Linked DNA regions of Mus musculus: region 2 is linked to region 1. A link is a contact called in public promoter capture Hi-C data. All regions are on one chromosome and are shown on one strand. The core of a region is the stretch at or near the end of the contact, and the rest is flanking DNA. Distances in the headings are between cores, read along the strand shown.

Evidence for each region. Promoter capture Hi-C pulls out the DNA fragments that hold promoters and counts their contacts.
Region 2: a promoter capture Hi-C map of embryonic stem cells shows a contact between it and region 1, with 2.8 times the contacts expected there. The contact joins the promoter of Gale here to the enhancer-like site in region 1. A contact is called at or near these places in 2 of 39 promoter capture datasets (the C10 cell line and embryonic stem cells), 1 of 484 Hi-C or Micro-C datasets (transition II germ cells), 3 of 115 datasets of contacts at active chromatin or transcription factors (embryonic stem cells, large pre-B cells and pancreatic cancer cells) and 3 of 9 other capture datasets (adipose tissue, liver and pancreatic islet).

What each region holds. Positions count from the first base shown.
Region 1 is chr4:135,826,423-135,833,047 of GRCm38.p6, reverse strand. No RefSeq gene overlaps it. Among named protein-coding and RNA genes, the nearest start is that of Srsf10, 26 kb to the left of the region's middle. Within about 2 kb of position 4,322, at least 143 of the 459 cell types and tissues checked have an H3K27ac peak or open chromatin away from gene starts, as enhancers often do. A contact at or near this core is called in adipose tissue, embryonic stem cells and pancreatic cancer cells, where this site is marked.
Region 2 is chr4:135,960,230-135,967,005 of GRCm38.p6, reverse strand. Gale (galactose-4-epimerase, UDP) reads right to left here and starts at 3,281. Exons shown (of 11, transcript NM_001356493.1): 1 at 3,218-3,281; 2 at 1,550-1,672; 3 at 1,325-1,440; 4 at 890-1,003; 5 at 460-636; 6 at 80-193. The coding sequence starts at 1,667. It overlaps Hmgcl (3-hydroxy-3-methylglutaryl-Coenzyme A lyase), which reads right to left. Exons shown (of 9, transcript NM_008254.3): 8 at 6,098-6,223; 9 at 4,338-4,897. The coding sequence ends at 4,796.

The DNA.
Region 1 (6,625 bases), core at 3,073-5,572:
GTAAAAAAAAAAAAAAAAATTACTTTATTTTTTAAGTTTGTATGTATGTACTTTTTGTCTGCCTGCATATCTGTGCACCTTGGTGGCCAGAAGCGGTCATCAGATCTGCAGTACAAATCACTGTTACCCAACATATGGGTTCTGGACCTCTGGAAGAAAAGCCAGGGCTCTTAACCTATGAGCCAACTCTTCAGCTCCTTTTTTTTTTTTTTTTTTTTTTGTCTTATTCATTTTTCAGTTTTTCAATTGGAAGTAAGGGTTCACGTATCCCACACTGGTCTCAAATTCTTCTTGTAGCCAAGAACGACCTTGCACTTCTGACCCTTCTAACTCCACCTCCCAAAGGCTTAAGCCAGTCCTTCCATCTGGCTTATGTGGTACTGGGGATGAACCCTGGGTTTCATGCATGCTAGGCAAACTCGCTGCCCACTGAGTGACATTACCAACCATTAACTTGTTTTGTTCTTTTGTTTGTTTGTTTGTTTGTTTGTTTGTTTTCCTGACTTGTATCAAGGACACAAAATCCTCTTTGCATTTTGCAATAGGTGAGACTTTAAGCAATCAGGGCAAGGGCAGGCAACCAAAACAAAACCTGTGGAGCCTGTCCCCATTCTCCTCTGAGAAATCTCAAGACACCCCCCCCCCCGCCGCCACCCCCCTCGATCACTGCACAGAGTGCATGCGCAAGCCTGATCCTGCGATCCTGCACACCACTCCATTTGGCATGGAATGTTCTAGTTACAAGCCAGTGTGCCCTGGCTGAAAGTTCTCTGCTCTCTCTCTGGAAGGGTGGCTTCTTGCGTCTCGTAGCTGTTGCCAGGATGTGTTAGATTCTGGCAGCTCGAGGAAGCAAAAGGTTAGAAATAAAATCAAAGCATGCCAAAGGAATGGCGTGGTGAAAATGCAAGGAAGAAACTTCATTTAAATAGAAAGTGCTGTTGATTATCATATGTGGAAACCCAAACCGGCCATGGCGTCTACAGAGACAAGTTAATGATCAGAAAAATGGCTTCTCAAAGACTTTCCCAGGCTCAGCTGAAGGGACACTGGGAAAATAAAGGTGCAGATTTTTGGATTTGTATCAACATTCTTATTTTCAGTTGCGTTTTTATTTTTAGTGTTACTTACGGAACACTCTGGACTTTCTGAGCATGTAGGCCCTTTACCAAATGAATATTCAAAGAACATGGGTGGGATGGGAGAAACAACAAGCTTTGAGGTTTAGTCTCCACTCCTCTCTCTCTCTGTCTCTCTCAATCTCCCTGTCTCTCTCCCTCCCTCTCCCTGTCTCTCTCTCTCTGTCTCTCTCTCTCTCTGTGTCTCTTTCTCTCTGTGTGTGTCCCTGTCTGTGTGTTTTAGTTTCCCGTGATAAAACACCCTGGCAAAAGTGGAGGAAAAAAGGAAGAAAGGGTGTATTTGGCTCTCAGTGTCGGGATGCAGGAATACCTCACAAACCACACGGACACGGATCTCAGTCAGACAGGGATCGTTTACTGAGCATAAGCCCAGGACAGGTCAACCAGGGCTGTGGTCCAAATTTGGAAACTGAACTGTGACCCTGAGTTAAGATCCTACAGGGTTTTTGAGCCCTAAATCCATAGACATCTGTGCCAAGTTATTCCACCAATCAGGATTTAGGGATAGGGGTTTCCTTAGGAGCAGCTCTTTGTTATAGAGTTATCCCGCTCCCATTGGTTGGGGCATTCAGCTGTGGTAGGGGACTTGCCTTGTCTAATATTCATGTCCTAACTTGTCTACCAGGATGGGACTTGTCTAACATTCATGCGTTAACTTGCCAACCAGGATGTCAGTTACCCACGTGCATGCCTCTTTCTGCCAAGTAGGAGGTCAGTTTCCAGGGAGGTCTTGGGAACTTAAACTTTACTGGACCACTTCTCAAAATGGAAGTTTTATTCCAAATAGTTTCTTATATTGGTACAGGTGTCTCTCTTATGTTGGAGTCCATCCCAGGAACAGCTTATACCATAAAAGTTTATACACAGGTGCAGGAAGTGGTGTGGGGTATCTGGTTCGGGTCCAAGCTTATTGTGGCTAGCTAAACAAAACAGTTCTATTGACCTTTATCATGATTGGTTTTCAAGGGCACAGAATTTAACAGACTATGTAATCAGTCTTGGCATTAGAAAGTTTCCTAGTAACAGGAGAAACAAATGAGAAAGTTTCCGGATAATAGCAGGCTAGCCAGGTAAATCACCTTGGCCTTAACATTCCATCTAGGCCTTAATATTTCACCTAGGCCTTAACACTCAGTTCCAGGCTACAACTTACCACTGCAGGGAAATGAAGGCAGCAAGAACACGGAGGAACTGGTCATATCGCATTCTCAGTCTAGAGCAGACAACAATGAATTCGTGCATGCAAGTCAGTGCTTAGTTTGCTTTCTCCATAAAGTCCAGAGTCCCCCTGCCTAGGGAATGTGATACCCACAGTGGGCAGCTCTTCCCAGCTCAATTAGTATATTCAAGATAATCCAACACAGACTTGTTCAACCAAGCCAACCTAAACAATCTCATTGAGAGTCTATTTCTTAGCAATTCTATACTGTGTTAACAACAAAACTAACCACGGTGTGTGTTCATAGATGTACATGTATATGTGTGTGTTCATTTGTGTGTACATGCCTGTGCATCTGTGCATGTGAAAGCCACAAGTCAACCTTGGGTATTGTTTCTCAGGAGCAATCCACCTTGTTTTTGGAGACAACTTCTCTCACTAGGACCCAAGGCTAACTAACACATTAGAACAGCTAGCTATTGAGTCCCAGCGTTCACTTGTCTTCGGCTCTGGCACTGGGATTACGAGTGTGTACCACCTCACTCCCAAACTCAGGTCTTCATGCTTCTGCAGTGAGCACTTTACCGTCTGAGCAATCCCCTTACCTTTGGCTCCACTGTGTTTTGAGAGGTCTCACTATGTCAGGCAGGCTGCCCTCCAGCATGTGGAAGATGACTGTCTGCATCACCTCCCTGTGCTGGGATTGTAGCTGTATGCCACGAAAACTTGTTTTTCCTTTGTTCTTTGGAAGACCTTGTATCTATCAATGGGAAAACAAAACAAAACAAAAAACCCCTCAGCGTCTTAACAAATATGGAGAGACAGGAAATCTCTCTGTGTAGGGAATCTCTGATTTATGTCCCTGTCATTCAACACCCAGGTACCAGGCAGAATGTCATAAAAGTCATTTGGGAGGATGGAGCCCAGGCCTTGTATATAGTAGGCAAGTGCTCTCAGTCTGCATCGTCAGTCCCCTGAGAGTTACTCTTGAATGTGAGCAGAGTGCTAAGGAATGACGACAACTAGGGTCTGCCCATGATCAGTCAATCCCATAGGCTGGCTCTATTGGGGAACAGCACTAGGGCAGAAACCAAGCAGGGTCCTTACTTAACTCACAACCCCTCTTTCGGTGTTCATGTTAACCTGTAGATAGAATTATTTTCATCAGAGAAACCCAAGGTATTCACTCAGTGATGCTCCCTGTGGACCTACTATGTGTCGGGGGCTGTTCTAGGTGGCAGAGATGGAGCATGGAAGAAATGGACAAAGACCCCAGCCTGGAGCTGAGGGCAGCCAGGTAGCACACAAGAAGAAGCAAATACAGAGGCTGTCAGGGGCTTTTGAGTGTAGGGAGAACAACCGGGCAGAGATGATGTGTCCTGGTGGTGTGCTTTCTCTTGCTACGATAAACACCGAGACCAAAAGCAACATGGGAAGTAAAGGGTCTGTTTGGTCTATTGAGCAAGGTCACTGTTCCTCACTGAGGAAAGTCTGGGCAGGGACCAGGAGACAGGAACTGAAGCAGAGGCCGTGAAGGAATATTGCTGACTGGCGTTCTCAGCTGCCTTTCTTATACAAGCCAGACCACCTGCCCATCGATGGCACTGCCCACAGTGCTGGGTCCTCCCATGTCAATCACCAATCAAGAAAATGTTTCACAGGCTTGCCCACAGGCCAGCCCAATGAAGGCACTTTTCTCAATTGAGGTCCCCTCTACCCAGATGTTAGCTTGTATCAAAGTAACAAAACGCTAAGCAGCATACTTGAGGCAAAGCGGAAGCTGCAATTTTGCTTAAGTTGATGGGGCAAAGACTTGGAGGTGGGGAACTGGTCTTGTGGAAGTTTCCTAAGGGCACTGCCGAATAAAAATGGAGCCCGTTCATTTCAGGCAGCCCTGCCCCAAAGGCAAGATCGGTGAAGAGTGTTTCTGCGCATGCTTGAGTCCGGCTGCCTGTCCCTTGATCCTCAGAGAGAACCCAGGCCTCTCTTCTCTACTGACACCTTCCTGAGTCTGAGGCTTCTCCCCGGTGGTTTTCATGGAAAATTGGCGGCTTTTCTAGTCACCTCAGCCCGGCACCACATTCCAGTGGCGTTATTTGTGGGCCTTGGAGCCCAGCCAGGCAGGGCCCGGGACAGGTTGCCATGGTGATCTCTGCACATTTTCCAGAGAAGTTTTCAAGGATGTTGTCTTCAGGCCTGAAATAGTTTTCACTAGCAGGGCGACTGCGGGATGAATTCTGGGGTGGTGAGCAGGGCTCAGAAATCTGCCCATTTTCTCAGTCTTTGAATTTGCACTCTCTAATGTGGGTTTGGGAAGAGACATCACGGCCCCCTATGTTAAGACCGGTGGTGGCTTCACTTTGACACAAGAAGCACTTTTTAGTGGTAACTTTCAGAGTTTGCTTTAAAGAGCTCGCTAAAACAGATTTTAAAAATTTTTTTTAATTATTTATTTTATGTATATGAGTACACTGTAGCTGTCTTCAGACACACCAGAAGAGGGCATCGACTTCTATTACAGATGGCTGTGAACCATCATGTGGTTGCTGGGACTTGAACTCAGGACTTCTGGAAGAGCAGTCAGTGCTCTTAACCACTGAGCCATCTCTCCAGCCCTTAAATTTATTATTTATTTATTTTTTTATGTTTTTGGTTAGTCAAGACAGGGTTTCTCTGTGTAGCCCTGGAACTTGCTGTGTAGACTAGGCTGGCCTTGAACTCAGATATCTGCCTGCCTCTGCCTTCTGAGTGTTGGGATTAAAAGTGGGGGCCACCACACCCAGTCAGATTTCTCTTTCTTTCTCTCTCTCTCTCTCCTTCCTTCCTTCCTTCCTTCCTTCCTTTCTTTCTTTCTTTCTTTCTTTCTTTCTTTCTTTCTTTCTTTCTTTCTCTCTTTCTTCCTTTTTTTAAATGGCTTGTATGTGTGTTGCTGAGGATAGCTAACACTAATGTGCTAGGCAAACATTTCAGTCCAGCCTGCTATGTGATTGTGTGTGTGTGTGCATGACTCTGTGTACACACACACACACACACACACACACACACACAGAGAGAGGCCAGGGAAGTGTTTGCTCTGTCGTTTCTCTTCCTTTCTTCCTTGAGATAGCATCTCTCCCTGAAGTTCCAGCTAGCCTGGCATCCAGGAAGCCTCAGGAATCTCTCGTGGGTGCTGGAGATCTGAGTGCTTTTCCTCACTGACCATTTACTTATTTAATTTTGAGACAAAGTCTCACGTAACTCAGGTTGGCCTTGAAGTCGTGATGCAGCAGAAGATGACCTTAAACTTCTGATTCTCCTGTTTCAACCTCCTGAGTGCTGGGGTTATGGATATATACTATTCATATATATATATATATATATATGTATATATATATATATATATACACACACTAATGGCCGTCACTGACGGCCATTGTAAAAGTCAAGCGCTCTAGGCCGGGTGTGGTGGCGCACGCCTTTGATCCCAGCACTTGGGAGGCAGAGGCAGGCAGATTTCTGAGTTCAAGGCCAGCCTGGTCTACAGAGTGAGTTTCAGGATAGCCAGGGCTACACAGAGAAACCCCATCTCAAAAAAAAATAAAAACAAACAAACAAACAACAACAACAAAATCAAGCATTCTTGAACAATTTTATCCAAAGATGTCAGAAGTGGAGGAAGCCCTGAATGGGTGAAGTCCAGAGCGAACTTAAATGCGTGTCCACTGATGACCCCAGTGTCTCAGTGCCTTCCCCCGGTGAGGCTCAGCAGGGACAGCAGAGCTGTCTTTGGGATTCTGAGTATAAAGGCCGTTGGTCAGTGTGTGCAAAGGCTAGCCTGACTACAGCTTCCTTTTCTTGGCATTAGCCTGAGACTTGGCTTCCCTGAAGACACCAGCTATGAGACTAGCCCAAGCCCTCCCTCTGTGCTGTATTTAAGCATTTAAGCACAGCGAGGTTCTGGGTTGAGGAGGTAGCCATTCCTATCTGACCCTAGCTATAGCACACATATATCTGATATTTCCTCATTCCCTCGATTCTCCGCCAAGGTTCCAGGACCCAAGCCATGAGGGCTGAGACACAAAGATCTACTAAATTGATAACACGCTGAGGGGATAGGGGCAGGGAACTATGAAAAGTCTCTCTCTCTCTTTTTTTTTTTTTTTCCTGTCTTTAAGCCAGTAAGTTTCTCAAAAAGCAGAAAACTTAGAATGTATCCTGCAGGTCATTACACACAACAGTCTCGAGCCTCAGGGGCCATGTCTCAGGCGGCATTCATGGGTGTTGTGTGGTTCGTGGGCAAGTGCAGATCGGAAGTGCCTGTATTGTATGTTTGCGACCCAGGCTGCAGTGA
Region 2 (6,776 bases), core at 2,032-4,531, 130 kb before region 1:
CAGAGGTCAGGTCAACTTCAAGGGCGCTGGCACCAGTGGTAATCTGTGTCCCGCTCCCCCAGAACTGCCCCCCCCTTACCTGGGAGACGTAGGGCATGAGGTTGTTGGGAATACCCTGAGGATCTTCACCGATGCGCCCAGAGGCGTGGGCGCCTATGGGATTGAAGTACCGAAGCAGCACGGCGTTCCAGGCCTGCGTGGTAAAGGTCAGACGGTGGGGCTGGGCCACTCGGAGGGAGTCCCAACTCATCCACAGCCATCTACCTCCCCATGTCTATTCTGTGGTCTCTACCAAGGAGCAACAGAGGGCACCTGCATACCAGCTGCCAAGACCTTGGGCAGAGAACACTGCCGCTTCTCGCTTCTCAGCCTCTGCCTCCTTGTGCTGAGAGTGCCCGGGGTGATCCTGGGCTCAAGGGGGCCAGGGAATGGAGCAAAGGTGGGGTGAGCGGTCCTCACCGTGTCTGCCCGGCACAGGTCCCGGATCATCTCCTCGATGAAGAACTTGGACTTGCCGTAGGGGTTGGTACAGCCCCCCGTGGGGTGGGCCTCATCCAGAGGCAGGTACTGGGGGTTCCCGTACACGGTGGCTGAGCTGCTGAACACCAGGTTCTTCACTCCGTGGGCCCTCATGATCTGGCCGTGGAGGGGAGGGTCAGTGGCCTGTGCCTCACGGGTAAGTCCCACTTGTTACCCCACCCTAGGAGGGTGGGGCTGAGGCGACGGGCATCAGTTACAGAGAGAGAAACAGGCTGGGGGGGTAAAGAAAGGCAGGTGTCCGAGATGGTACGGCTTGGGTCCTCTCTGACTCTCCCACGCAGGCCCTTACTGTGGCCAGCATGCCAGCCAGCCTGGGGCCCAGCTGGCGTCTGTGTCCCCGTCCTCTTACCTCTAGAAGCTGGATGGTCCCTGTTAAGTTAACTCTATAGTAGTCCAGAGGCTTCTGCACTGACTCGCCCACAGCCTTGAGGCCAGCAAAGTGGATGACGGCCTTAAAGCTGTGCTGCAGGGGGAAAGCCAGGGTCAGAGGATGCTGTGCCTGCATCCTTGGCGATGCTCCTCCTACCTGCCACGCTGGCCCCAAACTCACAAAGACTCCCAAGTGCTTGGTTTAAAGGCATGCTCTAAATGCCCCAGCTAGCACCTAGCTTCTTTTTTAAAAATGTACTTATTATTATATGTAAGTACACTGTAGCTGTCTTCAGATGCACCAGAAGAGGGCATTGTGAGCCACCATGTGGTGGCTGAGATTTGAACTCAGGACCTTCAGAAGAGCAGTCAGTGCTCTTACCCGCTGAGCCATCTCTCCAGCCCCAGTACATACCTTCTTAAAGAGGTGCTGTAGGGCTGCCTGGTCCAAGATGTCCATCTCCTCAAACTCCACAGAGCGGCCTGTCAACTCCTGGACCCGGCGCAGGCTCTCAGGCATGGAGTCTTCTCCTGGTGGTGGTGGTGGTGGTGGGGCACACGGTGTTCAATATTAGAGAATGGGGTCCTGTACCCAACCCCTCTAGAAACTGTTCACTGATTCGTACCCAGCTTCACTCACCACGAATGGCGTTATGGAAGTTGTCAATGACCACAGGTGAGTAGCCTGCCTCCAGCAGCTCCAATACCGTGTGGCTGCCGATGTAGCCAGCCCCACCTGTGACCAGCACCTTTTCCATGGCGCCTGCTTAGAAGACAGAGTTTCAGAGGTGGCCGAGGCTTCCTGCTCAGGGCCTCACTCCAACTGGATGCTCGACCCCTACCTTCATCTTGGAGGATGTAGGGGTGAGCCCTAGTTTAAGGAGAGGTTCCAGAATCAGCCCTGGGTCTAACTAGCTAACTACCAGTTTCTGGCTGTAGGGGCTGACGTTTTGAACTCTCTCTAGGGCACAGTTTTCACCTCTAGAACTAATTATTGTACACACCCCATGTATTAGGAGGGCCCAATGAAGCAGTTTAAAGGTCTGCCACCTGCATATGTAGGACATCAGACACACCATGCTGTCTAGTTCCTGTTGACAGAGGGTGGGAAGATGGGCCTTTTGAAGACCCACCCTTCCTGCCTCCATGTCTGGAGTATGGACAGTCTCGGGCAGAAGAACATCGCTTAAGAATGGGAGGCTAGGATACAGAAAAAGGGACCTGTCCCTGTAAACTGACACCTTTTCCCCGGAGCAAAAGGTTCCTGGGTTTGATGACTAACATCTAGTGCTCCAACAACCCTTCCCCTGGAAGGTCAGTTGGGAGGAAGCAGTAAGAACGCCAAATGGCCTCAAGGGTGGGGTCCTTAGCCAGGAAGGCTGTGCCCAGCTCAGAGGCTGCAGTGCCAACAGCCCTGGAGTGGGTAGGGCTTCACCCCACCCTGGGGCAGCCAATAGCTCAGCTTTGGCCCAGCTGACTTGGAGCCACAGATCCCGCCCAAGGAGGGCAGCACCAAGTGAGCCGGTGTCGACGTGGATTTGGCTCGCTCTCCGCTGCCAGGTGTGCATCCCCACCCTGAGCAAACTGCTGGGCGGACAGAGAGGCAGTCCACACAGTGAGGCCTTTCATTTTCACGACCTGGCTCGCTGCCGTCTTTCTCCGAGCTGCCTCAAGTTTCTGCTGGGGTTATTCTGCTGCAGCCCACTGGACGGGGCGTCCAGTGCGACCCAGAATCACTACCCCGCACTTGTGCGTTATTTTCCCAACATCTGGATGTGGCAGGTGTTTCTACCAGCCCTGGGTACTAGGGTCTGAGCCCAGAGGCAGTCGGCCTGGGGTCACACAGCAATAAGAACTGACTAAGGGGGATCCCCGAGACTATGCCCCGCGACTCCCTGCAGCTCCCGCATTGCGCGAAGACGCGGGGAGGCGGTCGCTGAGGGGACTCTGGTGGCAGAAAGGCTGCTCTGAGGTCGCTCCGCTCCGGACTAGGGGATGACCTTGGTCAGCGGTCCCCTCCTCAGTTTTCCCTGTCTGTACAAGGCAGGAGAGCGGATGCTGGGTCTCAGCAGCCTGGGCGAGGCGGAGCTTAGCTCTGGACTTCGGGTCTGGGCTGGGAGCAGGAGCGGGGAGCCGAGCCCCGAATGAATGGGCTCGGGTGGCCCCCGCTACGGTTGCGGAAAACGCGAGCAGAAGGGGTGAGCCTGGCCCTGTTCCGAACACGAACCGACCCTCTTGGAACCTCCTCGCTCCCCACCAAGCATTGGCCCTTCCGAGCTCACTAAGCCCTTCATTCTACCGGCCGAACCTGCGGAAGCTCCAGCGCTGACTCCAGGCACCGCCTCCCGCGACCAGCGCCGCGGCCCCTTTAAGACCTGACAGCCCAGCCCGACCCCGCCCCTCCACGCCCTCCAGGAAACGTGTGTACTGGGTTACTGCCTGGACGGCAACCCTGGAGGGACAAATGGTCTGCACAGGCTTTAAACGCCTGCGCAGTGCGCTTCCATCGAGGGCGGAAATGAGGGGTGCGGACGCCATCCGGTTACCGGCGGGCTGTTGAGGAGAAACAAGGTCGGGACTGGGCCCTTTCTAGTCCCTCCACTCAGAGCCACTGTTTGTGTCAAACCCTTGGTCGGGCAGCTCCAGTTGGAGGACATGGCTGGCCCGGGCTGCGTCCAAGTTCACGTGGGAAGAAACCCGCGATGGCGAAGGAACCTTGACATTCACAGTAGCAATTGCTGTGCCCATCGCTGAGCCGCTGCCTCCCTCCCCCAAAGCTGTGTTTGCGCACCTGCCCCCGTATAGGGACTCAAGACACTTTTGTCTCGGTTTAAGATACAAAGCGGGACCGGGCGGTGGTGGCACACGCCTTTAATCCCAGCATTCGGGAGGCTGCTCCTGCAGAGGCCCCGAGTCCTGTTTCTGGCACCCACATACCTACCGCCTCTCATTACATAGGATGCCATGCCCGCTTCTGACCTCCGTTGCACATACCATACATAGCTGGCATTCTCTCACAAATACATAAATGAAGCTAAATCTTTCCTGGTAGTACAGGTCTTCAGGCCCAGCAGAATTTCAGTGAGTTTATGAAAAGGGAAGCTGAAGATAGCTAGCGCGTGAATAAATAATAATAATAATAATAATAATAATACTGTCAAGTTGACCATTGTGGAAGTTTGTTATCTCACTGGAAGCAGATACAGATGGATCCCTGGGGTTCACTGGCCAGCCAGCCTAGTCTCCTTAGCTAGTTCCAGACCAGTAAGAGATCTATCTTCCTGATCTATCTTCCTGCTCTGGAAACAGGCACGTTCTCAGAAGCGAGTCCTAGGGTGTTCCCCACAGCAATGATTTCCAGTCAGTGGTCTGGGGGCTTGGGTGTGGCGATGGAAGAGATCCAAAGATGAACCAGCCACAAAACCTTCCCTCTTCCCTCAGAGCAATTTTACTCCTCCACCCATAAACACACGTTTGAATGTTATATTAGAAAATTAAACCTTTAATTACATAAGCTGTTTTCAAAAAAATCACACACAGAGTGGAGATTTCGTTGGCAGATGACCACAGATGCAGATCAACCCCCACCATTCCAGCAAATGCTCTGCTGGCATAAGGGGAAACTGCTCTCTGTCCTCAGAGGTAGAACAAAGGCCCTGCGGCGGTGGACATCAGCTCTGTTGGCAGGCAGACTCACCCAGGGCCATCCCAAGCAAGTGCTTAGGCACAGCTCTGGGGAGCTGGCCCAGGCCAGGCAGCTCTAGCCCTTATCATCAGGGACAGGGACCTCTGTGATGCCGGCTCATTTGCTCTCATTCCATCTCTTCATCCAGGAATCATTGTATACACCCAATTCCCTCCGTTCTGGTTCAGGCGAACGAGGGTCTCAGAGCTTGCAGGTGGCCTGTGCCACTTTGGAACTAGTTTTTCTGTTAAGGGCTTGACAGATGAAGTCCCCAGCTTCTAGAAGTTTCTGGAGGTTCACACCCTTGAAGAAGTAAGGAATAAAGTAAGGCAAACAGACCATAGACAGCTGTTGACATGGGAAGGGGAAGATGACAGCAAACAGGCCCCTCCTGCAACAGTTGTGACCACTGTCTGGGGCTGTCTCCAGCAGGCGGTTTGTGGAAGGGACCTTATTAGTGGTGTCCCATCTCCATGTTCAGGGTCCAGCCTGCCCCACAGGAACTGTGATGTCCATTCGTTGGCCTTTGTGTCTCTTTCCCTGTGCTGAGACTGTCCCCAGACCATTGCTAATGCTAGAGAAGGTCTCACCTACTAGACCACTCCCTCACCCAACTCGACTGTAACAGTAAGTCCAATCTGCTAGCCGGCCATTACTGAGTGCCAAGCACGCTACAGTTTCTTCTGATGCTACAGATTGGTCCAGGGTGTCTCCACTGACCTATGCTTCTGGCCATGCGTTTTCTTAATCCTGTGACAGTGGAGAGCACACGCACCGTTGTTACTCGGGTTTACAGAGATGAAATACTTGGAAGTCGAGCAGCCGGGGTGGAAGAGATCTGGGCTTTCAACCATCAGACCTCAAAGCTGAGATGTAGTGTGACCTCTGTGCCACCACCGAGGTCCCACAGAGTCCAGTGGAGCCCTGTGTGGCTAATTTCACAGTGTGCCCTTGTTCATAGAGAAAACAGTCTGGGGGAAGTGACTCACTGCAGGTCACAAAGCTGCCCCCTCTTAGGGCTCCTTCCACTTTCTGGGGGCCTCCTGCGACTGAAGTGTGGATGTCACCCTGGGATCTTGGCCTCCTATGCTCATGATCATATCCAAGCAGACCAACCTCTCTTCTGCCACGCTGCTTCCTCTCTGTTTCCTCTGCCGGAGACCTCTCTCTTCATTCCCTTTTTTGGTTGGCTCATTCTCACCCTTGGGGTCTTAATCTCCTCCCTCTAAGGCCACCAACAGAGCCTCTCCTGCTCAGGCCCTTGTCTACTGGTTATTAATACACACACCCCAGGCTGCTCTGTCAGGACTTCAAACCCCACAAGGGCTCCTACTCCAGATTGCTCACTCTCACCTCTCCTAGATAACTCTCAGAAACAGAAAGCTTCCACAAGCCCTGCTTAAGCTCCATCAACCCTAAGCATGCCGGGCACATCAGTCCATGGACTCTAGGTAAGCCCTGGGTAGTTGAGGGATGTCACCACCAGGGGGCAGGCTGGCTTACCGTGTGAATCCCTAAGCCATTCAGCATGTAGACCAGGTCCTCAGTAGCCAAGTTCCCTGATGCCCCTTTTGCATAGGGACAGCCTCCAAGTCCTGCCACAGAGGAGTCCACAACACTCACACCCATCTGGAAACATAAAGACGGTGAATGGCGGCTGTTGCCTGAGGAGCCGCCTCCTACACCTCCTGCCCCAATGTCAGAGGAACCCACTGAGGGTCAGAGCTTCTCTCCCTGGAACACAGTCTCCTCTGTGGCACTGCTCTCCCTGCTGGAGGACTTCCTCTACCCCTTTATGGTTGGCTCCTGACTCAATTTCACCCTTTGGGGCTCTCCTCAGAGAGGCTCGCTCCTCCGGGCCACCAGTCTAGCCCCTCCAGTCCCAGAGTGGTAGATCCTAGGTACAGCTCTTTTGGGGGGCTTTATTTTGAATAGTGTCAAAGAAATGAGAGGTTGGAGAATTCTCAGAAGGATTTGTAATGGGCCAGCAAGATGGCTCAGAGGGTAAAGGTGCTTGCCCCCAAACCCGATAACCTGAGGTTAATCCCCAGGCCTTACATGGTGGAAGGGAAGGACCAACTCTAAGTCTCTCAGTTATGTTCTGTGGGAAGCCATTCCCTTAACCTGTGTGTGCCGCCATCTGTGGCCTCATAGACATCTGCCTCAATACTTTATTAATAAA